2 separate regions of the Triticum aestivum genome follow, and region 1 is linked to region 2. Evidence: chromatin contacts called from public Hi-C data. All regions are on one chromosome and are shown on one strand. The core of a region is the stretch at or near the end of the contact, and the rest is flanking DNA. Distances in the headings are between cores, read along the strand shown. Region 1 holds the start of LOC123188957 (dnaJ protein ERDJ2). Region 2 holds the start of LOC123188956.

Region 1 (2,700 bases), core at 18-2,517, 440 kb before region 2:
ATTACGATTGAGACAAAGATGAACAATCAGGACTTTGCAAAAAATGCTTCTAGGAAATAAACCTACCTATGCTTGGATACAAAAACAAACTAAGTCCTGAAATCTACAATACCAAACTTCACAACAAGGTTTCTGCGTATGTGATTGTTTGACAATGTTCAAGAGAGTGAAACATTAGTGAGGTTTCAGAAGAATAAAGGGGAACTAAATCAGCACAAAGATATCCTAGCCTTTCTAGTATATCCCAACAAACTGGCTGGGCATGCTGCTACTAAAAAGAAAACGGTGACTTTGCTGCATCAAGGAACTGACAAAACATGAACATTGCGGTGACTGCTCTGGTAGGATAAAGCTGAACGTGAAATGAGTTGTAGTTTTGGTTATCAGTTTATTTCAGTATAGTCATCTACTAATGGAGACTATTCTAGGTGAAGGAGCAGACAAAAGGTCACATGAGTAAGTATTAAATCCTTCTGTATCTACTAGTTCACAGCAGAGAAGAATTGGAGTTAACTGCTTGAACAAAAGAAAAATTGACAACATATACCAGCCAAAAGTTACCATACCTCGCGGCTGCTGAGTTTGATGTAGTAAATCAGGAAGATCACAACGATCCAGAGAAGCAAAATAGTAAGGTTGCTCCACGTCGAGAAGTTGGATATCTGCACGACAAGAATCACAATACGATCATAGAGGAGTTAGCACGCACTAGAATTCTACTGCTAGACTCACGCAGAACAAACAGCCGCAACCCGCCCACCTTCTTGTAGATCGACTTCCGGTACTTTCCGGAGCGGTGGCACCCGGAGCAGCGGCAGTGGATGGTCTTGGCCTTCTTCGTCGCCGCGTGGCACAGCCGCGTGATCGTGTACGGCACCAGGGGCAGCGCGATCATGGTCAGGATGAATATCAGGAAGAGCGAGCTGTTCTCCTCCGCCGCCGCCATGGCTGCTGCTGCTGCCTCCCTTACTCAACTCACGACTGCGACGGAAAGAAAAACCACGGAGTCAGCGTGCGTTATTAGAGCGCGGCGTCGTGTGGCGGCCGGCGGCCGGCTGCGACGGCTCACCTTGGCCGGGGCGAGCGGGGCGTGCTCCGAAGATCTGGATATCGAAGAAGCGGATCTGGTCGCCAGGCGAGGAGGGGCGAGATCGGGGAGGAAGGCGGTCGAGATAGGTTTTGCGGGGCCAGATGCGGCGGGGCCTCCCACCAGGACACGGAGCGAGATGTCAGTGTGAGACAAAAAGGGCAAGTAACTGGTTTTGACTTGTGACCCAGATACGGCCCGGAGCGCGGATGGTAAGCGAGGCCAGGCCTTCGAATCGGCTGGTGATTCGCCTACACGTTCAGCTGTGAGCCGGCCCACTACGGTGGTTTCTTCGCACCAGTTTTATTTTTTTATTTTTTTTACCCTAAAAAAAACCAGTTTTATTTTTTTGCTCGAATATGCACGAGTGTGCATATCATATATTAAAAAAAAGGCAAAGAAAGTCTCCACCATAATTACACGGTTTCTTAGTACATATTACTCCTCACTAGTCTCCCACCTCTCCACCCTATTAAAGAAGGGAGTTACATTCCCTTTCATTAGCCCGGCCGATGCCCACAGTTGGCCCTCTTGCCTCACTCTCCCTATTAGATACTCCAAGCAAGGGCGCGCCCCACCAAAGATAATACCATTCCTATGCTTCCACAACTCCCACTAGACTAGCGCAATAATAGTACGAAGATCTTTGATGCTCATGCCTTCTAATCCTTGCTTGGCCACAGCCCAATCCGCCAGCTTGTCCTGTTGAGTGGGAGTCCAATCCGGTTTGCCCAAGGCCTCGCAGATCCTCGCCCAAACAGTCCTAGCAAAGATGCAAGTGAGTAGAATGTGGTTAATGGTTTTGTCCTCCTGGTCGCAAAACGGGCATGCGTCTTGGTGTGGCAACCCTCGCCTCGCTAGTCGGTCCGACGTCCAACATCGGTCCTTGAGGGCCAACCACGTGAAAAGCCTGCACCATGAGGGTGCACGTGATTTCCAAGTTAGATCCATCATCACGCTTCCTTCTCGACCCCAAAAGCCAGCCGCATAAGCAGATTTCACGGAGAACTGTCCGGTGTCCCACGACCAAACCAGCTTGTCATGCACATCCACCATGGGCTCCCAAGCTGAGAATAGTTGCCATATCAAAAAGAACTCGTGCAGCACAGTAGGTCCTATGTCCGGGCCAACGTCCAACGCCCAACTCCCATTCTCCACCGCTGGTCCAACTAACCGGGAGTCTCTAATGCGCTTTGGAACCAAGTTGTAGAGGAGCGGTGCAACCTCCTGAATCCTGTTGCCATCAAGCCAGCGGTCCTCCCAAAAGCGTGTCGTGAGCCCAGAATTAGCCACACTCCTCATGGCCGCCATACAAAAGCCCCATTGACTCCTCCGGGGCCTTGATCTTGAACTCTCTCCATGGCCTCGTCTCATCAGTCCTCGCAAGCCACGACCATCCCGCTTGCATTGCTATGTTCATCCAACGCAAGTTTGGCAAACCAAGGTCACCTGCCCACTTCGGTGTGCACACCGCATCCCAAGCCACCGCACAGTTGCCACTGTTAGCCTCCGCGTGTCTACACCACAAGAAACCTCTGCAAATCTTCTTCATTGCAGCAATTGTTTTCATCGGTAGATCCAGCGCCATCATTGCGTGGATCGGCATGGCACAT
Region 2 (2,700 bases), core at 89-2,588:
GCTTCACTTCAACAATATTTGAGGGGTCACTCTTGTTATCATAATCTTCGGTGATAACCTACACTGCAACGCAGGGAGATTACCTTCGTCGTTTACATCAAACTCCTCGTGATCTCAGGGACTTGTTACTCGGTGTGCACTAGCAAACACATAAGTCCCAAACTGTTTATGTCAACAAGCTCCAAGACATAAGGGGCCTATCATTACGCCAACACCCAGTGTGCGACAATGTCACGAATCCCGGCGCACCATGGGGGACCAAGGCATGGACGAGTGGGCCGATGTCGGCAATACAACGACCCTCCAGCCAATGATCCGTAAAAAACACCCACTCGAGCCATTGCCTAGAATCCAGGACGTGGAGGCGCACATGATCGCAAGAACGTCGGGGTCATACAGGGATCAGGAGGTGGGCCCAAGGGTACCCACCGTCAGTCCGCTGCAGTCATACCCATTTGATGCGAAGGGCGATGCTGGCACGGTGGATATCTCATATGCCAAGGGCCCCAAGCTGAACCGGGCAGCGCACGCGCGCCCAGTTGACCTTGCATTGTCCACCATTGGCTCTCTTGCGACCAACCCAAAGGAAGCCTTGGATCACCTGGTTGACATGAGCCAACACGGACTTGTGGAGGGTGAGAGCGGTCAAAATATGGGCGGGGATGGCACACAACACATGGCGAACAAGAGATAGTCGATCAGGAAGTGAGAGCATTGATGCACCCCAGGTGGACAACTTCCTCGCGACCTTGTCGACGAGCGGGTCCAGTGCTGAGGAGTGAAGCTTACAGATCGACAGAGGGAGGCCGAGGTCATATCTCTCGTTATTATTGCCTCTAGGGCATATCTCAATCGCATGTTGCGAGACTTTATCATTAGCCAAACATTTGCTTATCTAGAACTTTATTGTTGCTTCATATTCGAAACTGATGATCAAGGATATCGACAAAGGAACGGGTAGCAGCTATGGGAACATCATCAAGGAGATCAAGCAGCAAGCAACAAATTTTAATTGCACATTTATTTGAAGGTCGAGCGGCAAATTTATATGCATATAATTTAGCTAAGTATTTAAATTCTCCTGAGCAGGGGCGTCGCTTGTGGTTGGGCTAACCCATGATCAATTTTGCATCTTATTATGTAGCTTTCGATCAATAAAACTTAGCTTTAACCTAAAAAAAGTAAAAAGGGCTAGAGGACAAATATTTTACAAAATGCAGCCTTACACGTAAACAATCGATATCCATCCCTAAAAAAATCGATATCCAATTTTTTCAAAAGATTGGAACAACTCGAAGTGACGATTGATGAAAACGCTGGGAGCATGGAAGGGACGGTAAACAGCACACCGGTTGCACGCACGCAGGCTGACGCTGACACATACTAGTAGCGACTGGCCCCAGTAGCCGCTAGAAGATTCTCACCCACGGGCACTGCCTTTTCCCAAAAGGCGGAAAGATGGGGCAGGAGGCGGAGGCGGATGCGGATGAGCAGCTGCAGCGGCGGCTCCGGCGGGTGTTCGCTGCCGAGGAGCGGTCGTTCCGCATGGATCGGCGCTCGCCGGCCGCCGCCGACCTCCGCTCCGCCGTCGCCGACGTGCTCCCCCGATTCCTCGGCAACTACTCCGACGAGACCCTCGCGGTACCACCCCAAATATCCCCTTCATTCTCTCGCACGCACGCGTGCCCTAGAACTTGCCAGTGCCGATGCTTGGTGGGATGCGGTTGCGTCTCGATCCTGCGTGGTTCCGTGTGCTAATTGGTCTCGGGAATGTCACGATGTGAGTGTGGATGGGCCTCCGCGTCTGGGGCTGTACCAAGGGGATTGGGGTGGCTCTGAATGGACTATATGCATGTGCTTGTTTGTTGAATGCTCTGCCTGGGTCGAGTGATTGGCAGATTGGCACCCAAGTGAAATTTAAGTTGGAGAGGTGATGGATTAGACTATCTATCTGGAACATTCAGCTTGTTTAACTTTTCCTAGGAACTCTATATTAGTTAGGTATGGACTTCCCAGGATCTCAATTCAGAAACGTGAGCCTTCTAATTGGTCGTCCCAGCCTCAATCGCATCAGAAGTGGTGCGAAGATATATTTAAAGTAGTTTTCTGACATAACGGACCAGTGTGTTCTCTTCTTAACCCTCATAAACAGTCCTTATCAATTCGATATACCTACCTCCTTTCCTCGCTGATAGCCTTGATTTCACTTTTTTTTGTGTGCGCCTCTGTTCCATTGCTGTGCCCTACAATTTGCAAATTAAGCATTATAGTACACAAGCCTATAGATACTTCATAAAGCATAAGTTCATAATGCTACCAACACCTAACTGTGGCAAAGCCAGTGTGTTTGAGGCACAAATGTATTGTTGTGGTCAGGTTTATATGATCTATGAGTCAAATATGACGGGACACTGATGATGAGTTTTGTTCAGTAGTAACTTTCACCAGTTCTTTAGGTGATTAAGATGTTTCTGGGTGCTGCTTCATTGACATGGAAGACTGTAGAGACATTGTATAATACTCCCTCCGATCGCAAATATAAGATGTTCTAACTTTTTCCTGAATCGGTTGCACATAGACATGTTTTAGTGTGTTTGTTCACTCATTTCAGTCCGTATGTAGTCCATATTGAAATATCCAAAACATCTTATATTTGTGAATGGAGGGAGTAATATTGAAGGCTGTAAAATGGATTGTATT

Evidence for each region. A called contact is a pair of places that touch in the nucleus more often than the background predicts.
Region 1: a Hi-C map of leaf shows a contact between it and region 2, with 5 times the contacts expected there. The contact joins the promoter of LOC123188957 here to the promoter of LOC123188956 in region 2. A contact is called at or near these places in 2 of 5 Hi-C or Micro-C datasets (both in leaf).

What each region holds. Positions count from the first base shown.
Region 1 is chr2A:450,518,362-450,521,061 of IWGSC CS RefSeq v2.1, reverse strand. LOC123188957 (dnaJ protein ERDJ2) reads right to left here and starts at 1,267. Exons shown (of 11, transcript XM_044601251.1): 1 at 1,070-1,267; 2 at 761-981; 3 at 567-662. The coding sequence starts at 946.
Region 2 is chr2A:450,074,261-450,076,960 of IWGSC CS RefSeq v2.1, reverse strand. It overlaps LOC123188956, which reads left to right and starts at 1,338. Exons shown (of 12, transcript XR_006495462.1): 1 at 1,338-1,641.